Regions from separate parts of the Zea mays genome. Here regions 1 and 3 are each linked to region 2. A link is a contact called in public Hi-C data. All regions are on one chromosome and are shown on one strand. Each heading gives the region's core, a stretch centred on a gene start, on an enhancer-like site or on the middle of the called end of the contact. The rest is flanking DNA. Distances are from core to core; before and after follow the strand shown. Region 1 holds the start of LOC103646883 (AAA-ATPase ASD, mitochondrial). Region 2 holds the start of LOC103646884. Region 3 holds the start of LOC100191384.

Region 1 (4,418 bases), core at 1,327-3,826, 240 kb after region 2:
GTGTGGCCTGGGATAGGGGGCCCAGAAGGCAGAGAGGGGAGAACCGTGGGCGGTGTGGGCAGAACTATGCACCATGATCTATGTTAAGTTCTTATAGAGTAGTAGAGATTATAGGACAGCACACTACAGTGTAGTATGTTTGAAACAATGGAGAGGGTGTTCTATAATTTTTTGACCAAATTTTATGAAATGAGACACTAAAATTTTATGAAATGAGACACTATTGAAATAGTTTTTATTGCATAGCCTCATATCTTTACTATATTAAAGCACCAGTTTCAACGGTCGTCACGCGTCATATTTTTACAAATAACACCTCACATATATCTCAAATTAACCTGCTGCACCCCTCCATGCACACAACTTCCACATCCGGCTCGTTAGCCAGTCGGATCATTTGGTTAAATTAGCGTAAATGTTAAAAAAGTGGTGCAGGATGGGGTTCGAACCCAAGCCCTGATGGAAGAGAGACGGGAGACACTGAATGAAGCCGTCTAACCAGTAAAACATAATGGTCAAATGTTTTTAATATTAAATATAAATTATACATATGTATATACGATTTTTTATAAAATAAAAAATATAATCATGTCGGGTTGGGCCAGCACTACGGCACTACGGGCTGAGGCTACGGTCCAAGCACGGTACGACGCTCGTATCGGGCTGACCGAGACACTATTAAATGGTCCATGTCCCGGACCAGCCCGCCAGAAACGGCTCATTTATCTATCTATACCTCCGCACGATAATGACTGTCCTCGCCTCAGTTGCCACCACCTGGTTCGCTATCTTAAGATATTTTTGGTGGATAGTTTACGTAGTTATTGTTGTGAGCCATCGCAACACACGGACAACTGACTAGTTTCAATTTTAAACACGAGTTTGAGGTACTGTTGTAGCTCTAAACAGACAAATTATAAGCATGCATGTCTATGGATTATTATTTGACGACTGTCTCCTCCTTGTCCATGGATTTGTCCATCTACCTGTTGGCTGCATCCGCTTTCTCCTTGAGAGCCAGCATGAGACCCTCCAAACACGCGCTAGCATCATCCGGCGTGCGCATTAGGTGCTCCGCGACGTCCGCCGGAGACATTTTGGTCACCTCCAGTAGCTGCTGTACCTTGCCGAAGCGCTCGAACAGCTGGTGGTCGTCGATCTCGAGGTAGTTGTTTGCCAGCACCTTGAAGGCCTCGTAGGTACAGTAGGACATCTCGATGTGCATGTCCATCCTGCCTCGCCGGATGAGCGCCGGGTCCAGCTTGTCCTTGTGGTTGGTGGTGAAGACGATGATGCGCTCGCCGCCGCACGCCGACCACAGGCCGTCGATGAAGTTGAGCACGCCGGAGAGCGTCAGCTGCTGGCTGCCGTCTGCACTCTCGGCGGCGCCGGCGGCTTCCTCCATCGTTGGGGACAGCTCAGGCTCGGCTCCGTCACTGCTCCGTGCCTGCTGCTGCTTCTTGCCCCTGCGCTTGCCGGTGAGGTCGACGGAGCAGTCGATGTCCTCGATGACGATGATGGACTTCCCTGCCGTCTTGGTGAAGAGCCTCCGCAGGTCGTTGTTGCTCTTGACCGCCGTGAGCTCCAGGTCGTAGACGTCGTAGTCCATGTAGTTGGCCATGGCGGAGATCATGGTGGACTTGCCGGTGCCCGGGGGCCCGAACAGCAGGTACCCACGCTTCCATGGCTTGCCGACCCTGGCGTAATACTCCTTCCTCTTCCTGAAGGCGTCGAGGTCCTCGAGGATGGCCCGCTTCAGCGTCGGGTCCATGGCGAGCGTGTCGAAGGTGGCCGGGTGCTGGAACGCCACGTGGCTCCAGCCGTTGTTTGGGTTGTTGGTGAAGAGGCGGCGCTGCCGGTTCTTGGCGATGACGTCGCGGCCCCGTTCGATGACGTGGGGCAGATACTCGTCCAGGACAGTTTTGCGGAACCTGCGATGGAAGGAAACTCGGTAGAAGCGGCGCTCCTCTTCACCGGGCTGGCAGACGACGCTGACGCTGCCCTTTGGCGTCTCCTTGTACGCGTGCCACCAGACCGTGGCCGTGCGGCCGCGGCCACCGCGGCCGCCGCCGCCGAAGGTGTCGATGATCTGCTGTCCGTCGTCGACGTAGAACAGGGGTATCTTCCTGTGGCTGCCGAGCTCGGCCTTCAGCTTGCGCACGTCAGCGGCACAGTACAGGGAGAGGTAGGCCTCGATCGCAACGAAGAAGTCGCTGCGTTCAAGATGCTCGGCACCGTACTCAGGGATGGTGATTTGGATGTATGGGCTCAAGAAGGCTTTGACCTTGTTCATCCACAGGGTGATGTTTTCGTGGTTCAGGGCCATGGAGAAGAGGGCGAGTATGAAGGCCAGAACTGATCCAATTCCTGCCCAGAATTCCTTGGACGGCATGGTGCATGGACAGGTTGGTTGGCTTGCTGCTAGCTAGCTAACTAGCGTTTAGCTAGACCTCTGGCTTGTAGCTTCCATTTCACTGTTGGATATATACACAACACAACCCTACCCTAGGGGCTAGGGCTAGGGCCTAGGCACACAGCAGGGGCAGTGTGTGTACATTACACTACACTACACGATATGATGCATGTGAACTCTTCACATGCCAGCTGTCTAGGGCAGTCGTGTTAAATATAAATCAAGAACCGATGCATGCATCATACTATGATTGTTAGATAGATTAGATCGATGAGCTTGGGCACGCCGCAGCCGACAAGAGGAATCGGATGGTGTCCATTGCAGTGGCACTACTATGGATAAGTAAGTCCATGTTTGGTTTGAGCGACTATATTTTAGTCTTATTTAGTTACTAAATTGCTAAATAGTGGGACTAAACCATGGATTAAACTGTTTAAATCTTTAGTCCCTCAAGGGGTGACTAAAAGGGACTAAATCTCTCAAGGAGTGACTAAAAGAGACTAAATTATATTAATTTCACCTTTTGTCCCTTTTTTATTTCAGTTGAACTAATTGTGGGAAAATACTAAAGGATATTTTAGTCCTCTTATGATTCATTTAATGTTTTTTGAATATACTTTTAGTCTTTTGAACTAAACATGTAGGGACTAAACTTTAGTATCCTAACTAAACTTTAGTCCCTAGACTAACCAAACATGCTCTAAATTTTATACTACTACACAAAGAAGGGTAAGTTTTTTTTGACTGTCAACGGAAGGGTTAGGGGGTTCTTTATCAGAACATATGTGTGAGCCAGTCACAGGAATAAGGTTACATCAACAGGGGCTGCTTACAATGCACTGCAGCACACAAGGCTCGCCGGCCCGAACTAAGTGAGGGAGGAGGGGGCAACGACGGTCATGCAAGCGTGTCATCGCAGCAATCACCGAGAAAGACACCCAACCGTCGGCAATGGGATGGTCGGCGCTCCGCAGGCGTGGGCGCAGCGCCAAGCAAGCTAGGGCTTCATCTTGCATTTCTCGATGGCCAGATGGGTTCTGCCTAGCAGGTTGGAACGAGACACAACACTTTTTATAGTGCTAAGATTTAGCCTGACACGATATAAAACAGGCTCATGCCAGCCCAACATGAAGGCCGTGCACTTCAATTTCCGTCGGTCTCCTTTGTCCTTTGTTCTCTGTACCTCAACCCTCTCTCACACACCGACGCCGTCGCCACCGATTTGCCATCTAGCCCGCCGTTGGCCGCTTGACTCAACTTAGCAGCCGCCCCGGCCTTGACCGGTGCTCTGGACCCTCCCCTGACTGGCGCGTCGTCCCGCCTGCCCCACCGTACGTGGCGCCGGCGCTTCGTCGCTCGGCCGTGCGTCCGGCTGCTGCCCCGGTGTCCTGTGCTCAAGCCCTAGCCACGCCCTCCTCCAATTGCTTCAACACGATCGGCTCCTCCCCGCCACGCTGCCCGCTCGACCATCACAACAACATTGTACAACATTTTCGGCGGCCGCCGTTATTTTCGGCGGTCAGGGCCCGGCCGCCGAAAATAACACTATTTTCGGCGGTATGGTAACAGGCCGCTGAAAATAAACGCTTATTTTCGGTAGCCTAGCCCTGGTCACCGAAAATTAGGTGTTTTAAACCGCACGACCGACCTTCTTCTTCATTCTTCTCCTGATGTCTTCTTGTCGCGGAGCTGCGTCCTCCGCTCCGTCGCGCCCCTGCCCAGGCCCATCGCGCCACCGAGCCCGGCCACGTCGACCGCCCACCGTGCCGCCACCGACCGGCCTCGGCCCACACCGTGCCGCCGCTCTCCCTCGGCCATGCCGACTAGCCCCGATGACCCGCCCCGCCGCATAGCCGCGCCGGACGCGCCGTCCCGCGGCGCCGCCCCCGCTCCTCCCCCACCAAGAGGTTAAATTATTTTTTGCGTATTTTATTCCATATTTTCGGTGGCCGTTATTTAATTGTCGCCGAAATTAGTATATATTTGAAATTGTGTTTGTTTGATT
Region 2 (4,467 bases), core at 11-2,510:
AGTTGATAGCAGCCTTGGAGGTTAGACTGAGATTTTTTTAAGCGGCAGTAACGGAGTAGTATCCAACTTTTGCATATTATGCAGGTAAGGCTTGGCGTAGAGCCTACCGTCTGTAATCGGAAGGTCCCAGGTTCGAGCCCTACCCTCTGCATATTATGCGGGTAAGCCTTGGCACTTAAAGATACCCTTCCCCATACCCCGCATAGTACGGGAAGCCTAGGGCACTGGGTACGCCCCAGTGGCCTGGCAGATAGTTTTGGCGAAGTCCAGAAATTCACAGGTTCTTGATGCTCCAGAAAATTCATGGATCTTGCTCCCAAATATGAATTTTTGGGTGCTTCAGATTTCATGGAGCTAGTGTGTTTGGATATAAAAAGCAAGATTTGGAACTATTTTATCTAGAGCTATATAGTTTGTATCCAAAACAATCCCATATTGCTGACAAACTAAAATAGCAGTGAACTTTGGTTGCAAACGAGGTTTCAGATACATGCTAATTACCAATCCGTTACAACCGGTAGAGGCCTTGACCTTGCATTGTCGATTAGCTATCTTCAACTGCTGCAGTGTAAACAGGAGAAGACAGGCGGGAGGGCAGCACGGGCACCGTTCGGAGCTCGACACGTTGTTGTCCTCGTCGGCGATGCCTCAGCCTCACAGCTGTCGTGCCTTGCACCCGCACCGCTGCGGCTCGGCTGGACAGCCGACGGTCCAGGCCTCCAGGGTGAGTCGCCGAGGACGGCAGCACCGCCGCACCAGCGTGCAGCAGATCGACGTCGTTCCCCAGCATGGCGACACCAGCGGCCTACGGATGTTGCTCTCGGAATGGTCGTGGCCCCGCACCAGCTCCACCTTCTCCAGCGGCTAGAACTGGCAGAAGAATTCTGCGATGTCAGGCTTCCTCGCCCACAGCAGCAGGTTCCCCACGAACACCTTACCCTTCTGCCGGAAGTCCTCCGGCGGCGGCGACGAAGGAGGAGGCGAGGGCGGAGGCTCCTCGGTCGTCTCCAGCGTAGGAGGCGGCGGGGGCAGCTTGCTCGTTGGCCATAGGCTGGAGGCGAGTGGGTTCGCGTGAGGAGGAGGCAAGGGCGTAGATGGGCGGCAGAGGGGTTGAAGGGCCTGCGAGGAGGCGAGGCATGTGTAAGCGGAAGTGGGGAACACGGACGCAAGCGCTCGCTCAGCTGAATCAAAGGAAGAAGTCGGGTCCGAGAGTGTGGGCTCACGCGGCCACGTGTCGTACACGCGGTGGTCGATGAACGCGTGAAGTGCGGGCAACGCTTGAAACCGGGTGAGGTTTTAATAGAAGAGATGCTAAATTTCTCCCCGCCCTGTACATGCATACGGTGTATATATGACTGACAGGTGGCCTATGATGGCATTGCTGCGCTGCCTATATCGCTGCCCTTCTCATGTATCTATACATGTCCAAACCGGTGGGCCGTGCGGCGCTGCCTTCTAGTCAGCCTTCAGCTGCAGACATGGGAATGGGAGTGTGACAGCACCACGCCATGGCCACCGCCGCCGGCGATGTTGAGAACCCCCACGTTCCTCCTCAGGCATAGAACAACATTGCATCCACTATATACATGATAGTGCAGATGGAGTCGGAATCTTGTTTCTTTGATATGTATGCATGCCTTCTGAAAGAGATCATCGTTTTGCGTTGTATTTTATTGTGCATGTACATTCTCCGAAGCCGTTTTTTCTATACCATTACATCCACAAGTTTAAACTTTGTAAAACACACTCAACAAAAGGCACCAAGACTTAGCATATCATCAAAATCAACGGTTTAAATCGCTGGATAACTCCCCTCTCTCCCTTACTCAAATCCAATGGCCAATATTATTTGAATCATGTCTCATCCCTCCCCCGCGATCCCACCGCTCCCTGCCTCCCCCTCGACCTCGCCACCCCCTCCTCCCCCTCGCTCTACCGTCGTCGGTCCCTCCCTCGCGTCATTGGACCTCCCCCTGACCCCAACATCCCCTCCCCCTTACTCGCATCGCTATCGGCAACTACCCTTGCACCGTCACCGCCATCGAGCCCTCCCCCTCCCTTTTCCGGGATCGTAGTATTAGCACGAGTTATAATTATAAGAAAACTAGTATAATGCATGTGCGTTGCTGTTAGATTGGAAACTCCAACCCTAATCTGGGTTTGGGAGATGTATATTAATATAGAGGTAGTTGAGCCTAGGCCCATTACATAGACACCATCACCACCCATTACACAGTAGCTCTAACACCCCTAGTCGAAACTCTAACCACGACAGATGTTGAGATTAGACCAGAAATCCTTGAACACAGTAGCCTAGGGAGATATATATATATATATATATATAGTTTGTACATTTGGAGCCCTGGTCTTCCAATAACTAGAGGAAGCATTGGCTCAACGGTTCAGCCGCACCAGGTTCGGGCGGCTATAAAAACACCCGGTCGCTAGGGATTAGGTTTTAGTGTGGGTGGCGGTTCCCTCGGGCGAGCGAGCGGCGGCGGCGGTTTCCTCGGGCGTGCGAGTGGTGGCGATCCCGGGGGCCAGCGGCGGTGGCGCGCCGAGGCGGGCGACCGGCAGCGGCACTCCCCCAGGATCGAGCGACGGCGACGCTCCTGAGGCGGGCAGGCAAGCGCTGACGACGCTTCTGAACCCGACGAGATTATATTTTACGGACGAAATAAAGCATTGAAAAATCAAATTTTTGTTTACATACATACCATTCCATTTCCTTTCAACTCAAATTCTTGCCATCCTAAATTTATGCGAATGCAATAGGAAACATATTTTGTACACAGTGCACCATAGTGCATAAATACCTTCGACGTGTAGCATAATTAACCTCAGTGTATATCATAAACTGGTTCTAATGAGCCTAGATGCATGGTTGTTGGAGAGATCATATATTTGTGGAGGAAATTAAGCATTTAAATCAGATTTTTTGTTTCCATGCATGTCAATCTATTTTTCTCTCAACGCACATTATTGTCATCCTAAATTTGTGCACATGCAGCAGGAAACTGATTTTTACGCAGCGTACTGTATTGCATAAATACCTACACTGTGTAGCATAGTTAGTAGTAGTATATTTCATAAAATGTTTCTAACGAGTCTAGCTGCATGACTGTTATAGAGATTTAATATTTATGGATGGAATAAAACATTCAAATCTGATTTTTTTGTTTCCATGCATGCCGCAATTAACAGATACACTTCCTAATTTCTCGCGCACGCAAATGGATACAAATTGCGCACATTCAAAGAATGGACGCATGCGGGGTGGGCTAGCAGCCAAGATGTAGTGGTACATGGCTGGCTAGGGCTTCCTGTATCCTATGAAAGCCCAGGGCTCCTAATAGCCTCACCCTATATATATACACGATTCTCTTCTAGTTTTATATACAATTGAGCATGAGCAGTTTGTAGTATGTAGTTTACCTGAGAGAGGGACCTTGTTACACTATATACATGATAGTGCAGATGGAGTCTGAATCTTGTTTCTCTGATATATATGCATGCCTTCTAAAAGAGATCATCCTCTGGCGTTGTATTTTATTGTGCATGTACATTCTCCGAAGCCGTTTTTTCTATACCACTACATCCACCGGTTTAAACTTTGCAAAACTCACTCAACAATTGCACCCAGACTTAACACACCATCAAAACCAACGGTTCGGATCGCTGGATAACTCCTCTCTCCCTTACTCACCCAAATCCAATGATCAATATTATTTAAATCATCTATCATCCCTCCCATGGGATCCCACCGCTCCCTACCTCCCCCTCGACCTGACGATCCCCCTCCTCCTCCCCTCACTCACAATGACGCCGTCGGTCCCACCCCGCATCATCGGCCCTCCCTTGTGACCCCAACATCCCCTCCCCTCACTCGTGCCGCCGTCGGCAACTCCCCTTGCGCCGTCACCTCTATCGACCCCTCCTCTTCCCCTTTCCAGGATCGTAGCATTAGCACGAGTTATAATTATAAGAAAACTAGTATAATGCATGTGCATTGTTGTTAGATTGGAAACCCCAACCCATAATCTGGGTTAGGAGTTATATATTAATACAAAGGTAGTTGGGCCTAGGCTCATTACATAAACAGCACCACAACCCATTACACAGTAGCTCTAACACCCCTAGTCGAAACTCTAGCCACAACAAAAGTTGAGACTGGACCGAAATCCTCAAACATGGACATAGGGAGGCCCTTGGCGAAGACGTCGGTGAACTAAGAAGTAGTTGGCACATGAAGAAGTCGCACATCACCGATGGTGACACGCTCGCAGACAAAGTGGAGGTTGAACTCGACATGCTTCGCGCGCTGGTGCTGGAATGGGTTGTTGGAGAGGTATATGGCACTGACATTGTCGCAATAGACAAGAGTATTCCTTGTTAGCGGACTATGGAGCTCATGAAGAACCTGACGGAGACTCACAACATTGTTGGCCACAACGCAGTACTCGGCCT
Region 3 (4,560 bases), core at 1,256-3,755, 170 kb before region 2:
GCAGGCGGCGCACCACGTCGAGCGCCTCCTCAGTCTGGAAATGCTCGGGACGAACCAGCGAGGCCATGGCGACTGCGACAGCGGAAAGCAGAAGAGCGCGAGTGCAAAGAGGCGTAGAGGGCTCAGAGACGAAAGGGCGCAGCAGTTGGAAAGAATGCAGAAGCGTGACTGCTGACCGCAGAGTGAATCCCTTCTCAAGGAAGGCTCTCCCACTCGCGCCCCAGGAAATCCCGTCCGACGCACACCTAGCGCCCGCAGCGACCCAGTCCTCGACATGCGGGCCTGGGTCCGCATGTCATACACCTGGAGTACTGGTCTCCGAGTGCGGAGAAGGCGAACTGCCACACAGGGAACGAACCGCCGCACGACCGCGCGCCGCTTCGGGGCTACTGCAGGAAGATATTTTTCTAACCGAGGCGGTGGTAACAAGGCGCCCCGCGCATGACCCGATGGAACCGCCAGATGTGGGGCCGTGGGTCAGTCAGCTGCGGGGACAGATGTGGCAGTCGATGTGACCGAGGGCGAACTGACAGTGCATACGTCACCAGATGCATTGAGTTAATGCAGCGCTCGCAGAAGAGGCGCCCCAGTCACCAGTCATGCCACGTTGACGCGAAGTACAAGTGTTGGCCCCACCTGCAGGCTCGCATCCTCCCCTGAGGTGGGCCCGGGGGCCACTATCGGTACCCTGAAACAGGGGTACCCCTTGCTACAGTGTGAAGGCGCGGTGCCCATGCGACTACCTCTAGTCACGTGGTAAACAGCGCCCGACCCCACCACGTGGTCGACTCCAGGGTCACCACGCGGCCAGAAAATACGATATACTCCAAGGTATCAACAGTGGGTCCGGACCCCCATGGGGAAGTGCCAGACCCCCGTACGTACAGACCAGACCTCCGAGTAAGGTCCAGAACCTCCACGGGCGTGTCTAGACCCCTGGGACGGGCCCCGGACCCCCCTTGTACAGGGTCCGGGCCACGCACAGCAAGGTCCCAGGAACAGAACATGCACGGACCTTGGACAGGACCCAAGCGGGGGTCCGGTGACGACACGTATCCGGACCCAGTCTGGTGCGGACCTGTCCACTTGCGCCACTGCTCCCCGCCCAGGTGGAGGCCCGATGCTGCCACATGGCCTACTGCGCGTGACGTAAGCCGGCGGGCGGAGCCTGACGTAAGGCCTTCGGGTTACGCGACCCCTGCATTTATTGCGGATAAGGCGCGTCGCCTGTCCGTCCCGCTGACAAGCGATGTGCCGCCTCAACATTTAATGAGTCATGTCCATTCCGCTTGCAGGGATGTGCCACCTCGGCATTTAATGTGCCCTGTCTACTCCGCTGTCAGGCGGCGACCAGGCCGTCCCGCATGCGGCGTATCTGTCCATTCCGTTGGCAGGCAGTACGCCCGTGCTGCGGAGTGCATTGTGCTCATCATCACTCGTACATTACCAGGGAAGCTTCCGCTGCACGCCAATGCTACGCAAACCGCAGATATTAGGGCATAAGGAGATTGCACTGACGACCAGCATTAGTTGTTCCAAGTATTACATCCGTTATGTCCCTGGGCCCGCATGTCGGGGCTCAGTATCCTTGTACGTGCCCCCCTTGAGCTATAAAAGGGAGGACACACGACGTTACAAGGTAGACTCAGACACACTTAGGTCCAGCTCAGGCTCACAAGTTCATACAAGCTCTCAAGCTCAATACATCACACAGTGGAGGAGGGTATTATGCTCCGGCGGCCCGAACCACTCTAAACCCTTGTGTGTTCTTGTGTTCGTTCATCGCATAGTAGAAAGGCAAAACGCTTAGGCCCCTCCTCATCTTAAGATTTAGGGCGGGTGTTCTGCCACCCGGCCGGAGAATTTCCTCTCCGACAGGTATGCTCATCCATCAAAATATATTTGTCTTAAAAAAGGTTTAACATGGCATTAACTCATTTAAATAGCTTCGAAAGAAGGTTGGCAAAGGGCATTGAATGAAGGTAGTCAAGAGCCATTGAAGTCTTTTGAGAGAACTAGGACAGTGGTCTTACAATATACAAAAATATCTCACTGAATATTTGTATCTTACTTTTTTTAACGCTCGAGCAATTAGATTTTCAGTTGTTTATTATTATAGTCGATACCTAGATGTCGTCGAGTGTCTAACCTGAATATTTAATTTTCATGTAATCGTTATGCTCTAACATTTCTTAAAATAATTTAAGTGCCATTGCAACGTACGGACATCGTACTAGTAAAAGTATAGGCGTCTTCGATTGTAAAAATCAAGTATATTAAAACCTTTAATGCTAAATAAAATCTAAAAATAAATCGTATGAACTATATATGCGTCGAAGAGTGGAAAGGGTGAGAGAAATTAGAAAAAAAAAAGTGTTGTTACATGGGCTGGTGGGCTGACCAATCAGTTCGGAGTCTGCCATCAGCCCATCTCTGTGCGCGACTCCCCGTCCGTTCCCCTCTTCCACTACGTGCTCGCGAGTCGCGTCCGCTCCTCCTCTTTCCAAAGGGCGAGTTCGCATCGCAGCGTCGCCCGCAGCAGCAGCGGACCGCAGACCACGCCACCTCAGCCAGCGACAGGGAGCGAGGGAGCGATTCGATCAGAATCGACATGGACGGCGGCGAGCACGAAGCGGAGGAGTCCTCCTACAAGCGCCGGGAGCGCCTGCTCGCCCTCCGCTCCGCCGCAAACGCGTCTCCGGCAGGGGCTCCTCCGCCGACGGCCGCGGGGAGCATCCTCCCGGACCCTGACCTCCCGGGAGACGAGGCCGCATCCGTGTGCCCGACCCCGCCCCAGCGGTTCGACTACTACACCAACCCCGCCGCCGCCTTCACTTCCTCCTCAGGAGGTGCCACAAATCCCACCTGGTCCCACAAGCGCAAGAGCCCTCCCGCCTGCTACGCCCCGCCTCCGCCTCCGCCGGCTTACGGTCCGTACTACCCTACAAGCACCTACTAGCTTATGCTACTCTTCCCCTCGCTACCCACTAATGTCGGATTAGGGTTGCATATGCTGCGCAATTCAGTCTCGCCATATTTGTAATTGAATCTAAATCTTAACAAAACCCTCTTTATGTTTTCTAGTATTGTAATAGGCAGCCCTAAGTCCCTAACTACACCTCGCCATACTCAATTTCAATTGGATCTAAACCTTAACAGAACCATCTGTGCTGCAATTGTAAAACAGGCATCATCCTGTAGGCAGAGAAAGGAAAAAGATAATGCAGCTTAATAGTGTTCTTCTCTTCCATAGCTAGGCATTTGGCCTGTGTGTTATGCTGGCAGTGGTCGAGCTTGTGCCTAACGCCATAAGGATTTCTATGTGTTCTATTAGAATGGTACGTACATAGTTTTTCTCGAATGGAGCTGCATTCAGATGAGTGTTACAGTTGAATTGGAAAAGGCTTGCTTCTGTTCTAAAGCTACTCTGTGATGTCTCTTAGTTAAATCTAAGCATCCGTTGATATATCGAATTTCCAATATGCTGATGCTGCATGTTTAAGACGATCAGATCAGCTTGTGACTTTTCCTTTGTGCTTTTTGGTTATTAGTATATGTACGATTTGATTGTCAGGAAGTACATGGTTAGGTAGCAATGTCATAAAAAGGATGTGGTATATAGTTCTCCATAGACAAAGAATGATATTCTAGGATTCCAGTTTAGTGATATATTTGTAAGATTATAGGGATCTTGACATACGCTTGCATTCAGCTTTTGACTTCAGTAGCTGGAACCTGGAATTTGGTTAACCAACGAGAGAAACAAGGATGCCAGTGAGAATTATATGTCACAGTTAAGAAAACAGCCTTACAGTGGTGGCATACAAGCTAGTTTCTAACTGGTTAATGATGAATATGATTGATCGAAGAAGCTCGGAGTATACATTTTGGGTTAGTGATTTGAAGTCTAACTATCACCCTGACCATGTTCTTCTGTTTGCTGCATGCTTAACTTACCAATTCATTTCCAGTGCCATCTGTGATGTCATAACTACCGTGGAATGTCATCCTGACCATGTGTCTAACTCTCGACCAGGGAACTATGGCAGCGACTATCACCGTCCACACCAGCAGCCTACATCATGGCAAGTTCACTCAACATCCCCGATGCCACAAGATGCGGCAAGGAGCAGTCCATGGCAAAGCCCTATGCAGTTCCAGGATCCAATGTCAGGATACCAAGGAGGTCCTCCCAGCGCTCCACGTCCTTGGGGCTCACATTCTGGTCCTGGAGGCCGAGGTTCTTATTCAAATCCACCAAACTTTGGGTTCAGACACCCGAATCCCAGCCGGGGTGGCAGCCCAATGAACTATGGACCAAGAGGTGGCCCATATTCATCTTATGGACGTGGCAGGGGGCCCAACTACTTTGGCAGCCCAGGATCAAGGGGGAGAGGTGGGAGGGTTGGCTGCCATGGCCGGAGTTACTTCAACAAGTCAATGCTTGATGACCCTTGGCTGGACCTGCAACCTGGTGTCGGCAACATACTGATACCTAGGGGTGAGTATGACTCCAACAAGTCCTGGCTCCCAGAATCGCTGCGAAAAAAGAAGGAAACG

The links. A called contact is a pair of places that touch in the nucleus more often than the background predicts.
Region 1: a contact with region 2 is called in a Hi-C map of ear, with 1.8 times the contacts expected there. The contact joins the promoter of LOC103646883 here to the promoter of LOC103646884 in region 2. A contact is called at or near these places in 3 of 25 Hi-C or Micro-C datasets (ear, leaf and tassel).
Region 3: a Hi-C map of leaf mesophyll shows a contact between it and region 2, with 2.0 times the contacts expected there. The contact joins the promoter of LOC100191384 here to the promoter of LOC103646884 in region 2. A contact is called at or near these places in 6 of 25 Hi-C or Micro-C datasets (ear, endosperm, leaf and 2 more).

Annotation. Positions count from the first base shown.
Region 1 is chr2:116,905,221-116,909,638 of Zm-B73-REFERENCE-NAM-5.0, reverse strand. It overlaps LOC103646883 (AAA-ATPase ASD, mitochondrial), which reads right to left and starts at 2,576. Exons shown (of 1, transcript XM_008671511.2): 1 at 856-2,576. The coding sequence starts at 2,392. The coding sequence ends at 983.
Region 2 is chr2:117,147,450-117,151,916 of Zm-B73-REFERENCE-NAM-5.0, reverse strand. LOC103646884 reads right to left here and starts at 1,260. Exons shown (of 2, transcript XM_008671512.3): 1 at 939-1,260; 2 at 294-870. The coding sequence starts at 1,138. The coding sequence ends at 555.
Region 3 is chr2:117,321,455-117,326,014 of Zm-B73-REFERENCE-NAM-5.0, reverse strand. It overlaps LOC100191384, which reads left to right and starts at 2,505. Exons shown (of 2, transcript NM_001136818.1): 1 at 2,505-2,930; 2 at 4,037-4,560. The coding sequence starts at 2,612.